Regions from separate parts of the Mus musculus genome. Here all the other regions are linked to region 4. Evidence: chromatin contacts called from public HiChIP or PLAC-seq, Micro-C and promoter capture Hi-C data. All regions are on one chromosome and are shown on one strand. Each heading gives the region's core, a stretch centred on a gene start, on an enhancer-like site or on the middle of the called end of the contact. The rest is flanking DNA. Distances are from core to core; before and after follow the strand shown.

Region 1 (3,691 bases), core at 1,157-3,656, 580 kb before region 4:
TGCCTCTGAAGTACTGGGATTAAAGGCGTGTGCCACCACTGCCCGGCTGATGCTCTCCCTTCACTATGATGGAATGGTGGGATTCAATGTTGGTGTCTTTGATTAGATTTAGATGAAGTCATGAGCGACTGGTCCCCATGATGGGATTGGGGCCTATGAGAAACTGTAAGAACACATACATCCACTCTTTCTGACCACCGTTGGATGTGATGTGGCCACCTGCAAGAGGGTTGCTGTTTGCAAACTAGAAAGAGCACCCTCACCAGATGCCGGACCTCCTGCTGAACTTCTTATTTTGACAGCTGACCTTCCCATATTTTGGAATTATAAGAAAGGAACGTTTGTCATTGAAAGCATTCATCTTAGAACTGAGATTAGTGTTACTATTTCAGTCATGATGTATTTCCCTTGAACCACTTAATTTTGAGGAATTCTCTTTTTTTTAAAAAATATTTTTTAAACTTATGTGAATACATGTGTGTCTCTGTGTGGATGTGCGCAGTTAGTGTAGATTTCCCCAAGCCAGAAGAGGATTCGATAGGACTGGACTCACAGCGGTTGTAAGTTCTTACCCCGAACTCCCACCTGGCTACTGGGAGCCTGGTCCTCTCCAAGAGCAGCAAGCACTCCTACCTGTCCTACCTGCTGAGCCTTCTCTCCAGTCCTGGACATGTCCTAATGACAACACATCTCCAAAAGATGGGGCTGGTCATGATGGCACATGCCTATCATTCTAGCCCTGGAGGCTGAGGCTGAGGCTGAGGCTGAGGCTGAGGCTGAGGCTGAGGCTGAGGCTGTGGCTGAGGTAGGACTGAGGAGTTCTAGACAACCTGGGCCATACAGGGATACCTTGCCCAAACAAAGAAACAAATGAACAAAAGCAAAACAAAATAAACCCCACAGGGTTTCTCTGTCCTGACTGGCTTCAAACTCACAACATCTACCTGCCTCTGGCTCACTAGTGCTGGGATTAAAGGCATGCATTACAAAACCTGGCTGGGATTTTGATTTCTTTGTTGAAGTTGTTGCTTGTCTAGAGAAGTGTGTTTAGTCATCAGCTCTGTACACGGGCCTATGAGGCAGGACAGCCTCAGACCAGCTTTTGTCAGAATAAGGACCTTTTGCCAGGTTACCTGCTGACTTCATCTAGGGAGGATATTAAATGTCAGTTTGGCTACACACACACACACACACACACACACACACACACACACACACACACACAAGCTTAATTTCCTGAAACCCAGCACCGCGTTTTATCTTTAAAAGCTAAGAACAAAAGCTATTGCTAGCAGGAGTTACAGGCAGGCTTGGTGGGTGAGATAGACCCCCACCTCCACCCTCTAGGGCGGATGGGATGCTGGAATCCGGTGGAAGCATGGATCACATTTAGCCAGACTCCCAGTCCAGGGACCACTGGGTTTACAGCAGGCTCCTGTAGCCTCCCAGACACCTCACTCCCACTCCCAATCCCCTTCGTGCCTGCCAGGCTGCGGCTGCAGACGAACTTTCACTACACTTTACTGGGCTTTGCAGGCAGGCAAGGAGCAGGATGAAAAGACTGAATGATTTTGGTGCTGGGATCCTTCCTCTCCATCCGCAGCAATGGACCCCATCTCCCCACAAAGGACAGGAGCGCAGTCTCAGCTGGTGGTTCTCAAATATGCTCTTTGGCCAATCAGAGCACCGCAAAGTCTGTTGCAGGCTGCGTCAAAAACATGCATGCCAGAAGCTTCATCTTCTACTAGGTTGAAGAGATGCTTGTAGCAGACTTGAGTGTTGAGGATCCACAGAGGCAGTTGGTTAAAGGAGCTGGCTGAGAAGATACACCTGGGGTGAGACGCTGAGAGAAACTACTGCAGGAGATTCTACTACCCACTCAGTGCGTGGCAGTGATGCCCGGGGAGTGGGATTTTGTTCTGCGTGGGAAGACCCCACCCCGGAGCAGAGCTCTGGGTAGGTGCTCTTGTTTACCTCCAACCCTGCAGTTCTCACTCAACGGCAAGAAAGGATGTGAACTGTTAGAGATAGGTAAGACCCAAGACGGCCGGCCTTTGGCCAGTGAACTTAGAACACAGTCGTCCTGGCTCTGGATCTGGTTCAGCATATCTGGATTGGAACCAGAAAACTGGTATCTTCTGAGGCCACGCCTCCTTGACCTCACCGCAAGCAGTTTTCCCTGGTCACTCTAAGAGTGACCACTATTGAAAGGAGCTGGGGGTGGGGTGTGTGTGTGTGTGTGTAAGTGGTCAACTTAGTCTTAGGAGTTTAATTATGGATTTTTAAAAAGAAGCTGTAAGAACTAACGGTCTAACATTTCACTTTAGTATTTAGGAAAGAGGCATAAATAGTATTGCGAAATGTTGCTTAAGGGCACCTGAAACTGGAGCTGTACCACACGGTGGCGCTGCTATCCTGAGTGTAGGCTGGGCCACTTCCTAATCTCCATGTGGCTAACAGTCTCCCCGCCGCTGGTATTCCTGACTTATTACTTACTAAGACCTATTTTCCATCTTGGCTGTCCCGGACCCAGACCTGCCGTGCTCCTGGGCCACGATCCCCAACTCTTACGTGATGGTTATGCTCTTTCTTCTGCACCTCTTAGGCCTTGTCTTTGCTCCTTTCCCAGAGTGATGGCTCTCTCCCTCCTCCCTCGGTCCCTTGCCTGGGAATTCTAAAGTCCTCCTTCTGTCTCCCTGCCCAGCCAGTGGCCACCGGCAACTTTATTTACCAATCAAAACCAATTGGGGGCAGGGTCCCTCACTATCTTATGTGCAGATTCCCATGTAATTTTGGGCACCCAATAAACACAATACAAGAGTTAGACCAAATCCACAACACTACCCAGCTGCAAACCTGTGACCCACAACAGTTGGCACATGGGTGAGATATATATAAAAATGCAATAAGTGGCATTTGCATGTTGGTGGAGTTGACATTCACTCGACAGAGGGCAACCATGCCTCGTACTGGAACTAGCTTCCCGGAACTAGCAAGGTCATAGAGCTGAGAAGAGAACGTATTACTACCACCATTGTTTTTATTTTTCAGAGACTACTTTTAATATGGGTTCTTAAACACTTTATCCTCCCTTCTAGGCTACCGCCCAGCAGAGGCAGTGGGAAAGAGAGGTTATTAGGATACGGGGAAGTCAACCTGTTTAGAAAATCAACAGTCCAGTTCACAGGTCAACATCGGCAGCTAGATACACTCGAAAACACTTCACAGATATACAGTCAGTCAGTTCAGGAGTGTTGGAATAGCAAACACAAATCAGCAGCTGTGGCATGACCTAGCAGATATAGCCAGGCCTCCGCTGACTCAGCATGAGTCAGCAGGGACACCAGGAGTTCTTTGCTGTGTCTCTCTCAACAAAGTGAAGATCTGTGAAGATACTACAAGCATTGCAAAGCTAGCTGTGCAAGCCCCCATCACTCTCCGTCGAGTCCTATTTATACTCTCTCCAAACATCATGTGTCCTCCATGGATCTTGCCTCATCACATGTCTTGCCTCAGCATGTGAGTCTGTCTTAACAAAACTCCACGTGAGTCTGGACCGGCTGACATCACTCTGCCAATCGACCCGAGTCCGGGGAAGTGGCAAGAAGCCGCCAGCACACCACCAGAGGTTTTTGGTGTGTTTCTCTCTATGGATTCATGGCAAGCAGAGCTCATCATTGCCATGTAAGGT
Region 2 (3,273 bases), core at 401-2,900, 560 kb before region 4:
CAGAGTACAGTATCAGCTACCTGTTCCAAGTCACCTAATCTCCTTTCTGCCAGAGGCAAATGTATTGACTTCATAGGGTGATGTGCTGTGAGGGTTAAATGAGAAAACCTTATTTATATAGATAATGTGTGTGTGTGCATGCGTGTGTGTGTGTGTGTGTGTGCGTGCACGCGTGAGCACTCATGGGCATACATTTGTGCAGAGTATGTGCATCAGTGCCAGTGTGTGTGGAGGCAGGAGGTTGATTTTTAGTATTTTTCTCTATTACTCTCTACTTTCTTTTTCTTTCTTTCTTTCTTTCTTTCTTTCTTTCTTTCTTTCTTTCTTTCTTCCTTCCTTCCTTCCTTCCTTTTTTTTTTTTTTTTTTTGGCAGAGTCTCTCTGAACCCAGTTTATTGTTTGGCCACACTGGTCCCACGGATCTGCCCTTCTCTGTCCCTTCTGCAGTGTGCTGGCAATATAGGTGTGTGCTGCTGTGCCTGGTTCATATACAGGAGCTGGGTTACAAACGCAAGACCTCATGCTTGTGAAAGAGCCCTTTACCCACCGAGTCATCTTCCCAGCCTTTGTAGATCCTGTGTAGCACTCGCAGGGCATGAAGAGGGGTGTTTGTGTCCCTGGACTGAGTGTGGTGCTGGGGTTATGACTTCCATATTTTGAAGAACTTCTGCACTGAAGTGTGGAGGTAGAGAGCCACAGCTGAGCAATGTTCAGAGAGTGACAGGCTTGGAGTGCTCCCTTGGTCCTAAGTGGGATCTCTTCATCAGACCCCTCCCCATTAAAAGGAGGGAGTGGACTATGGGTCCCAGTCCTAACCAAGAAACTATTTGTGGTTCAAATCCATTGGCAAAAGAAAATCAGTTTTCTACAATGGAGCATCATGGGGTATACCCACCATACTCCAGGACCAGGAGTAATTTGTCAACTCAAAAGAAACGTCATTGTGGTGTTTGTTATTGTTGTTGTTTTTATGGGTTTTTTTTTTTTTTGGTCTTATTGGTCTTTGGCTTGTTTGTTTTGATAGTCTTTCTTTCTTTGGAGAGAACATAAAGCGGTGTGTGTGTGGGTTGGGGGATGAGGAGGGTCTGGGGGAGGACTGAAGGAGTGTGACTGAGTGGGGCTGGAGTGCGCTGGAGTGCGGGAGCCTGGTGCTGAGCGTATAGGAAGCTGTGGCTGTGGCTGGTTGCCAGGGTCACAGGCTCAGATTGGGCAAGAACAGGGAACTGATCTCTAGGTCACTCTACTCCTGGTCAGAGATATTTGAAGAAATCAACAGTTCTGGAAAATAAAAGAGGCAGGAACTGAAACAGGGGAGGGAGGGAGGGATAGAGAGGAAACAGCAGACTGGATCCTGGCCCCTCCACACCTGCACCCCTGCTCCCCTTCTGACATTGTGCAATGAAGGGAGAGATGATGTGTGTTTGTGTGTGTGTGTGTGCGCGCGCATGTGTGCACATGTGCACGTGTGTACATACAAGGATACCGCACATACAAGGAGACCTCCTGTCTCCCTTCTCTGGTTATGAGAACAGAAACATGTCCCCCACCCCCACTGCTCACTGCCTGAGTTCCAACTGCGTTTCTGTTTCTATTTACTGTCCAAAGTCCCAGGGGCAGGAGGTGACTGGTTAGATGGACATTCAGGCACAGGGACCCAGCTCTTGCCTAGATTGGCCCCTCCTCCCTCTCACCTAGCTCCACTAGCACCACCTGTCCCGTCTCCCAGGTTTAGCCCCTCTTTCTCTTTGGGCTCAGGCTGTCTCCGAAAGCCAGAGTCAGCTCTCTATACCTTTAACAGGTAACTGAGGTAGTGGGAGGCAGGTGGTACTGGGTTCAGGGACTCTGGGTGGAGGGATGAGAGCATATAGTCTGGTCCATGAGAATATGGAAGGAAGGCTGCAGAGCCAGGTCACCTCTTGGGAAGGAAGGAGCCTGCAGTATTTCAAGTCTTTCCCTGTCAGCTACCCACGTCCCCTCGGTCCTTCCACAGGGATTCCAGTCTTAGCACAAACCCAAGTTCCATCTCTAAGGAAATCTCAGCTCAGTCTCAGATCTGTCTCCAGCCCTTAGGGCCATCATGGAGAAGGACTGTCAAGACATCCAGCAGCTGGACTCTGAGGAGAATGACCATCAGCTCAGTGGCGATGATGAACATGGCTCTCATGTGCAGGATCCTAGGATAGAAAATCCACACTGGAAAGGCAAGTGTCCAGTTTCTGGGGCCTCTCTGGGATCCTTGCCTCAGCTGCCAGTTCCTCTCTCTTTTTCTGTGAGGACTCTCTCATCCTGACTCAGTGACCAGTGTGCTCCCGAGTCTGTCCTACTCAGGGTTATTACTGCTGCGATGAGCAAAGTGACTTGAAGAGGAAAGGGCTTATTTGCCTTATGCTTCGTCATCATCGAAGTTCATCATCAAAGGGATCCAGGACAGGAACTCACACAGGGCAGGATCCTGGGGGCAGGAGCTGATACAGAGGTTATGGAGGGGTGCTGCTTACTGGCTTGCTCCTCATAGCTGGCTCAGCCTGTTTTATTATAGAACCCAGGACCACTAGCCCAGAGAGAGCACCACCCACAATGGGCTGGGCCTTTCCCCACTAATCACCTCATAAGAAAATGCCCTACAGGCTTGGTTACAGCCAAATACTATGGAGGCATTTCCTAACTTGAGGCCTCCTCCTCTCTGATGACACTAGCTTGTGTCAAGTTGACATAAAACTAGCCAACACAGTGACCTACATGTGAGCTGCTGATACCTCTGAGTGCAGGGTCCCAAGAAAAGTGTGTATGCTTAGAAGTGAGGGGGTATCTGAGAGGATGAGCCTCCCCCGAGACTGCACTGTGCATGTGTATATATGCGTGTACATGTGTGCATGTGCGTGCATGTATGTACATGTCTGTATCTAGGATGAATGCAGAGCCACAGACTGTGTTAAGGCGATGAGCTGAGTGTGTGAATGAGCACAGAGATCCTGGGTGATTTCCATTTGTATCCTGCCTGAATCTTCTTGCACATTTTGAACACAGGCCCCACATAATTGCAAAAAGGTTTTAGGGTAAGAGAGATCCTGCCCTGGGCAGGCTACCCAGTGTGTTCCAGATGATGTAGTTTCATCTCAGAAGAAACTTGGGACTTCTTTTGTTGTTATTTTAAGACAGGGTTTCTCACTTTGTAGCTCAGGCTTCCTGGAACTCACCCTATAGCCTTGGAATCTCAAGTAGCCTCCCTATTTTAGCCTCAGGAGTGTTGGGATCACAGCTGCGCGTTACCACG
Region 3 (3,663 bases), core at 713-3,212, 820 kb before region 4:
GCTGAGGTCTTCTTTGCACAGCATTTTGACCTATGTCCTGAGGCAAACCTCAGATATCTTCTCACCCCAGGAGCACCCCCTCCCCTTCCCAGTCCCCCTCCCCCTTGCCAGTCCCCAGTATTACTGCTGCCCTGGTACCCAGGCAGCAGGAACAGGACCAGTAAAAAGGTAGGCAGGGCAGACACCCAGGTCATTTCAGTAAGCCCCCCCTTGGCACCCCCCCCTTCAGGACTGTTTGCTGACGCTGGGCTTTTCAGAGCCAGGCGCCAGCCCGCGGGTGGCTCTCTGCAGGTGTCAATTTATTCCAGAGATGAGGACACAGGAGTCCTCACCACTCACACCCAGTCATGCCCTCCCCTTTTCAGGTCCTTTTAGGCTCCTGTTCTCCCATCAGCTGAAGGGGGGGTTGTAGTTGACCCCCCCCCAATCTCTTTTTCCTATGCCAGGCTGGGCCTTGCTATCTCTTCCCTCTTCTCCCATCATGTCCTGCCTCAGTCACCCCTTTCCCTTAAGGTACTTTGGGCCCCTTGCCTCCTCTCCTCTAACTAGCTTTTCTCTCTTCCCCTCCCACTAGAGCCCCCCCCCCCCCATCTTTCTCCTCCGAACAGGGTCCCTTGGAGCATCTTTCCTTGGCCTTAACTGGCTTGCTCCAGCTCTTGCCTTCAGTCTCTCACCCCTCAGTCTTTTCTCATTTCTGTCTCCTTGGTGTTTCTCATCGCTCTCTCCTCCAAATACCTTCTCTGATTTTCTCCCTCAAGTGCTCTCTCTCTCTCTCCTTTTTTCTATTACTCTCTCCCCCATTTTCTCTCTTCATCTCTGTCTGCCACATCTTGCTCCCCCCTCCTCCCGATCCCTCTGCCTTGCTCTTCCATTCCAGCCCAGGCCCGACTCCCCCAACCGGGGAGAGTTGAGGGACGGGGGCTCAGGCCGCAGCCCCCCCCCCTTCCTGCAGTGGGGAAAATGGCTTGGCCGGGAAGGGGAGAAGGAGGGGGAGGGGGAGATGGGAACACACGGGGTCTGTGGGCCCATTCAAAGGATCATTCATGGACTGGAGAGAGGCAGAGACAAAGAGACCAAGACGCAGAGACACGGCGAGAGCATCCTTAGGCGGAGACACGCAGACAGAGCAGGCTGAGGGAAACCAGGCGCAGGGAGGAATATGGGAAGAGGAAGACCCCAATGGACCGCCGCGCAGCCCCCTCCACCCAGCATGGCTTAGCTCCTACCTGGATCAGCCCTGGGGCCGTGGTGCCTCCATCCAGGGCTCCGAGCGGGGGGCGGACGGGTTTCAGAAGGGGGGCGGCGGCCTCTGAGCCCCCGCGGCCCCGCAGGCCCAGCCCCCGCCTGCAGCGCCTCACCCGGCGGGGGAGGGGGATCGCCCCAGCCCCGGGGGGCGGGGCCGGAATCCAGTCGATCCCCAGGAAAAGGAAAGCTAGGGTATAGGGTCAGAGAGAGCTCAAGAACAGGGAACCCCGCAGTGGGAAAGGCTGAGCCAGGAGGGAGCAATGGGACAGGACTAGATTGGAGATCCACTGGTTCTCTGGGATGGCTTCGAGGGACCAGGAGGCGGTTCAGGCGACAGATCCTAAGGGATCGGGTGCTGGAGGAGGAGTCCACGGCAATCCCTAGGGGCCCGGAGCCCCGGAGCGCAGAATCCGCGGTGCAGGGGCAGGGATCCAGCCGGAATCCTCGGGGAGGGGGAGGGATCTAGTCGATCCCGAGGGCGGGCGGGAGGGAGATCCGGGGAGTCAGAAGAGGGCGGGGGCCGAGTCCCGAGCCTCGAGGCAGAGGTCGGTGCGGCTCCTAGGAAGGAAGGCAAGGGCTAGGGGAGGCTTTGGGAAATGCTCAGTAGCCAGGAGGCCCGGACTCCTGGCTCTGCGCGCCAGGGCCCGCCCGCCCCGCGTCCATCCCAGCTCGAGAGTGATGATCCGCCGGCGGAGCAGCCGCAGCAGCCCCGCGCGTCACCGCGCGGCCGCCTCCCCCGCCCCCTGCCGAGAGAGCGGCGCACACCCCTCGCTTGCACCCGCCTGCCCACCCGCCCTCTGGAGTGTGGGGGGGGATTGAAGACAGTGAAAGGGGTGGGAGTGGACAGACGGACGGATGGACGTAGCGAACTAGAGCAGGGTGAAGACATCTCTCCCCCCGCCCCCCCGGATCTCCCACCCTCTGGGCTCTCCGGGTCTAGCAAGGGGGAGAACAGCTGAACTATAGAGGGCAGGGCATCACACGAAGAAGGCGGGGCCTCTAGGCACAGAGGCGGAGCCATCGTGGGATGGGAGGGGTTTGATGGCAATAGGTGGAGCTTAGAAATCCGTGGGGCCGCCCCTTTTGAGGAGTGGGTCTGGTTTGAAGCAGAACAGGAGGAGCCTGTAGAAAAAGGGGTGGAACTTTGTGGGGGACCGATATCTTTGCAAATTAGCTGGAGGTGTGGGGTTGGGGTGTCGAAGAGGCGATCAACTTGGAAAGTGGGCCAATCCGTGACGCAAATCCTCTAGTCCCACCCTCAACCCCGCCTCCCACTGCTCCGCTCCTCCGCTCCTAATTGGTTCTAGTTTCTCCGCCCGCCAGACATCTTCTCCATTCAACAGAAGTTTTACAAAGGCGTCTGTAAGGGAACCGGGGCTCTGAAATGAACATAGCCCTGATTGGGCATTTTTGGACCTTATTTGCATGGGCAATCGGGATTGGCTGGCTTGTTGGGTGGTCAGGGCGGTGTTGGTTCCGCGCGTGACCACCCACAGCTATGGCCGGGGTAGGGGCTGCTTTCCGCCGCCTAGGTGCCTTGTCCGGAGCTGGGGCCTTGGGTTTGGCCTCCTACGGGGCACACGGTCAGGGGACGTGGGATGCAGCTGGGCTGGGGGCAATCTTTGGGATCTGGTGCGGGGAGGGACCTATAGGAAGTGTCTTGTCTTTTATGGAATAGAGATCCCTTGGAACCCCGAACCTTCAAGTTTGTCTTTAGGTCCAAAAGCGTCTCAGTACTACATCTGTTTCCACCAGTCAGAAGCTTCCAGGGATGCAGTGTCTACTTAGGTGCCCCTGGGGTTTGAGAGGGTCTAAGCCAATACAGTTCTGATTGGTTTTGCATCTCTCTACAGGCGCTCAGTTTCCGGATGCCTACGGGAAGGAGGTGAAGTAACAGTTCTGGGACTCCTGGACTTGGCGCGATGTTTGGGTGTCCTTAAACTGGGAGGGGGTGGGGAGATGAATGGGAAGGCAGTCAAGTGTAGGTCTCTACTGCAAGGACTGCAGGCCTGTGGCTTGAAGACCTGGGGGAGCAGCAAACTGAGCCGTCAGAGGTGACAGTGTTAATGGACTTCGGTCCTATGTTGCTTAGAAAATCTCTCTCTTCTCTTTTTCTTACAGCTCTTTGACAAGGCCAACAAACACCACTTTTTGCACAGCCTGGCCCTGTTAGGGGTACCCTCTTGCAGAAAACCTGTCTGGGTAACCAATTCCCTTGCCTAATTTAAATCAAACCTCATTTACTCCCTCATGTTGCTTTGTTCTTAAAATTCTGTATTCTGTTCTCTGCCTCTTCCAGGCAGGATTACTGTTAGCTTCTGGAACTACCTTATTCTGCACCAGCTTCTACTACCAGGCTCTGAGTGGAGACACCAGCATCCAGACTCTGGGGCCTGTGGGAGGGAGCCTGCTAATCTT
Region 4 (3,626 bases), core at 434-2,933:
CAACCTCAGCTGGCTAAAAGAATTAATCACCTCATTAAGTTAGTGCACCTGCATAACTTGTCCTCTTATGTACTGTGGAGCTGGAGTTGAGGGTGCTTCATCCACACCACCAAAAGTTGGGGGGAAAACCCAGTACTGTGGGTATTGCAGAGACCGATCATGGTCCTAAAGTCTGGTAAATGGGTCAAGGAGGAAAAAGTATTCCTCTGAAGTCTTAGATGTTCATGCTTAATAGGGAAAGCAAATGCTGGGTACCAGAAATCGATCAATGATCGAGGGGGAGCCTTTGGATGCTCAGAACAGCCCTTCAGGAAAAGCAGAAGCAAAGAGGGGAAGGGAGGGGGTAGGAAGGGAGGAGAAGTAACTTTGTCCTTATTTGGTCAAAGGTTCTGCAGGCGTTGTTAGGAGCCCGGACGCCTGGGTCTCCGGGTAACCTGGAGTTTGGGTCCAGGTAGCTATGCCCCAAGATAAGGAAGCTGACCCCGGGGGCTCTCTAATTAAGTTCAAAAAGTTTATTAGGGCAGGAGACTAGTCTGTGTGTGAGTCTAGACATCCCAGAGAACCTTTCTCCTTCTCCCCCTTAAACCCCCAAACCCCTATATCCGGTACCCTCCCGCCCGGAAATCCCCTCCCCCCATTCGAACTTCCGCTCCCCCTCCCCACTTCCGGGCAGTGTGGTCAGGGAAGGTGGTGGTAGGGACAGCAGCAACCTTATTCCTTCACTTTTACCGTCTCAGAACTTCTCACAAAGTTCCCCTACGCCGGGCCCGGGCGGATGGCGGGAAGGGAGGGCGAGGGGACTTCCGGAATCGGCCTCCCAGGAATGTTGAGGCTAACGTGCCGACTTGGGGGGTGTGTGTGTGTGTGGCGGCCTCGCCCTCTCTAACGGAGCTGGGAGGGGCAGGGTGGCTACCGAGGTCCGGCCCGGGCCCAAGGCCACGCGCCTGGCGCTCCCATCAGCGTCAGGGGGAACAATGGTGGAGGGAGAGCGAGCATTCGGCCCGAAGGGGAGTCCAGGCTCCGGAGCCCCTTATCAATCATAATCCCGGGCTAAAACTGCAGCGCGTGCCCGCCCCGCCCTGGAGGAGGCGGAAGTGGGCCGCCGCACCGGCCGCCGCGCCCCTCCCCGCCCTGGGCCCCGGATGTAACGCCCGGTCGCAGAAAGCGGGGCGGCGGGCGAGATGGGCGCCGCCGCCGAGGGGCGTAGAGCCCGGGGAACCACAGAGGGAGCCAGTCTCACGCAGCCGCCATTCGCCCCGCCGATGGGAGAGGACCGGATCACGGCCTCCCGCTGCCCTCGCTCGCCTGCGCCCGCCCCCACCCCAGTCCCCCAGAGGGTCTAAGGCCGGTCACTGCTCGGGACCGCACGAGCCTCGCAGTACCGTAATGCTAACGAAGGTCTTCCCGGGGACGGCGGCCCAGACGGAGGGCGAGTCCTTGTAGCCTACGATGGCCGCGTCCTGACAGGTCCCGTCCGCCATAAGGCTGTCGATGTAGGCGTTCCACCCGGCCATGGCGCTGCTGCTGGGGCTGCTCTGCGGGCTGTTGCTGGGATCGCGGGCTCGGGCTCGGGCTGGCGGGCGGGGGAAGGCAGAGAGCTCGGGGCACGCGCTGCCGTCCGGAACGCGGCTCTGTTAGCTGTGCAGCAGCCCTCGCACCGCCACTTCCTGCTCCTCCCCCCCCCCTCTAGATTTTTATTTGCAAAGGGCGGCGGGGCGGGGCCTGCGCCCCATTCCCTCCCTCCATCCTCCCCCCCCCCCCGCCGGGCCAGATAGCGAACTTTTGCAAATGCAATTTTTAAAAAACCCTCCCCCCACTTTGCAAAATTTGCCGAGTTCGATGGAAAGCCACGCCAAAGGCTATATAGAGTGGTGGTGGCAGGAGAGGTTAAGGTTAGGGCTCGCTCCGATTCATCCTGAATACCACTTGGCTATAGAAGGAGGAAGCCAGAGGAAGCAGGGAAAGAAAAAGAAAAAAAAAAAAAAAAGAAAATTAGTAAGGTTGAGCAAGTTGAAGTGGGTTCGGGGAACCCAGGGTTAAACCGAATCATTCCTCCACCCCCCAACCCCCACCTCCGCGGGAGGGAAGGAACGGCGGGCGGCGGCGCGTGCGCCCGCGCCTGCGCCGGGGCAGTGAGAAGCCAGCGCGTGGGGCGGTTGGGGCTAGCGGCTTGGCTGCGTGAGCGCGCGCCTGGCGGGACACATTTGGACCATCCGAGGAGGGAAGACGCGTCCCCAGCAGTCGGGACGGGCAGACGCCCCGGGTTGGGCCCTGCTGCCTTCTCCACATTTATCTAAACGATAAGGGAGCAAAAGTGAAATCGATATAATACTCTAGTCATTTTCAGTACTAAAGGTCTCTCCAACCAGGGCACCTGTCCCAACCGTCTGCCATGTACAGCGCACACGTTGGGTTCATTCGAGCGCGTCCCTAGATTCCCGAGGAATCATTCCCTTCGCTGGATCCGCTCCAGCTCAGCCTCGCCCCATGCCTGAACCCTGTCTACAGAGGTCACTGAATAGGGGCGCCACCCGGGTGACACGACGGGACTCATTTTTCAAGGCGGAAGAATACTAAAGTACCAAGGATGACAACTTTTATAAGAAGAGGAAAGTCCCCTCTACTTTGGACGCACTGGGGCTTTCTTCTTTTCCAGAAAAACTTTTGCTAAGTATTTATGTGCGGTCAGCTCACTCGCCGCCGAGCAGGTCTAGGGGCGAATGGCAGGCCACTGAGGCTGGAGGGAGTAAAGGAGTCACCCGGGACCCTGGCCTCCGAGGGGCTCGGCCGCTTCCGGTCCCTCGGAGGAGGGGCGCCAGGGTGTGCAGCCTCTCCCAGTGGAAGTACTTGGTTCGCTGCCTTTTGGAGCCGGGTTGGGTTCCCTGACGTTCATCCCCAAATTCTGGCTCCCCACGCCCCCCAGCCGAGGTTCTTCGACAGCCGCGTGGCTGAGTCACGGGCGGGGCCGCGCTGGGGCACGTGGCGGCCTGCGCCCGCCATCCCTTGACCTCTGATCTGCGCGCCTCCTGCCCGGGGGTGGAAAAATCCCGCAGGGAGCGGCAGGAGATAAGAGAGGAGGGGCGGGACAGGGACGCCACGACAGGTGGGGACCCTAGGGTGGAGGCAAGGAGGGCGACCCCGTGGGGAGGGCCGACGGGGAGGAGCGCTCGAGAGCCGGCCGCCGCGTGAGTCACCAGCTCCAGCGCCGGCGAGTGAAAAGATGAGGCGCCCTGGGAAACCAGCCGGCCCGCCAGGCTCCCACAAAACGCGGAGCAGACCCCACACTAGCCCTAGACCCCTAGACCTGCTAAGGCGGAGAGAGTTACCGAGTGCAGAGATTCACTTCCTGCGGTGCTGCAAATGGATGGACAGAGTGGCCACAGGCGTCCAAGAGCTTACAAAGGGTCATCCCCTTTTCACGTCCATTCATGGTTTTGTTTTGTTTTTTCCATTCGTGATATAACACCATTCTTTGATAGGCAAGGATTGAGCGCTGAAGCGCCCACAGTCGGTGGGGAAAAGGGCTCCTGACCACTTAGGCTTCACGCAGGAACATAAATGCTGTCCCAGCAGTATCTTTCGGGCGCCAGGCCAGCGCTCAGTGCTGGTCTATATTCGTCTCCTGG

What was found. Promoter capture Hi-C pulls out the DNA fragments that hold promoters and counts their contacts. Hi-C and Micro-C count contacts between places; a contact is called where the count stands out from the background. HiChIP or PLAC-seq counts read pairs in DNA pulled down with a chosen protein or histone mark.
Region 1: a promoter capture Hi-C map of liver shows a contact between it and region 4, with 2.7 times the contacts expected there. The contact joins the enhancer-like site here to the promoter of Pfn1 in region 4. A contact is called at or near these places in 3 of 39 promoter capture datasets (hippocampal neurons and liver) and 3 of 115 datasets of contacts at active chromatin or transcription factors (embryonic forebrain, embryonic hindbrain and pancreatic cancer cells).
Region 2: a contact with region 4 is called in an H3K27ac HiChIP or PLAC-seq map of microglia, with 7 times the contacts expected there. The contact joins the promoter of Asgr2 here to the promoter of Pfn1 in region 4. A contact is called at or near these places in 1 of 39 promoter capture datasets (neural stem cells), 2 of 115 datasets of contacts at active chromatin or transcription factors (bone marrow-derived macrophages and microglia) and 1 of 9 other capture datasets (macrophages).
Region 3: a contact with region 4 is called in a Micro-C map of embryonic stem cells, with 4 times the contacts expected there. The contact joins the promoter of Nlgn2 here to the promoter of Pfn1 in region 4. A contact is called at or near these places in 3 of 39 promoter capture datasets (the C10 cell line and liver), 2 of 484 Hi-C or Micro-C datasets (CD4 T cells and embryonic stem cells), 1 of 115 datasets of contacts at active chromatin or transcription factors (extraembryonic endoderm stem cells) and 1 of 9 other capture datasets (adipose tissue).

Annotation. Positions count from the first base shown.
Region 1 is chr11:70,072,450-70,076,140 of GRCm38.p6, forward strand. No RefSeq gene overlaps it. Among named protein-coding and RNA genes, the nearest start is that of Gm32946, 3.4 kb to the right of the region's middle. Within about 2 kb of position 2,407, at least 39 of the 459 cell types and tissues checked have an H3K27ac peak or open chromatin away from gene starts, as enhancers often do. A contact at or near this core is called in liver and pancreatic cancer cells, where this site is marked.
Region 2 is chr11:70,090,994-70,094,266 of GRCm38.p6, forward strand. Asgr2 (asialoglycoprotein receptor 2) reads left to right here and starts at 1,651. Exons shown (of 9, transcript NM_007493.3): 1 at 1,651-1,797; 2 at 2,063-2,200. The coding sequence starts at 2,077. Gm32946 (a long non-coding RNA gene) reads left to right here. Exons shown (of 4, transcript XR_879978.1): 4 at 1-272.
Region 3 is chr11:69,835,822-69,839,484 of GRCm38.p6, forward strand. It overlaps Nlgn2 (neuroligin 2), which reads right to left and starts at 1,963. Exons shown (of 8, transcript NM_001364137.1): 1 at 1,227-1,963. It overlaps Tmem256 (transmembrane protein 256), which reads left to right and starts at 2,704. Exons shown (of 4, transcript NM_026982.1): 1 at 2,704-2,828; 2 at 3,099-3,130; 3 at 3,367-3,447; 4 at 3,545-3,663. The coding sequence starts at 2,744.
Region 4 is chr11:70,652,967-70,656,592 of GRCm38.p6, forward strand. It overlaps Pfn1 (profilin 1), which reads right to left and starts at 1,684. Exons shown (of 3, transcript NM_011072.4): 1 at 1,383-1,684; 2 at 1-13. The coding sequence starts at 1,514. It also overlaps a transcript of Eno3 not described here.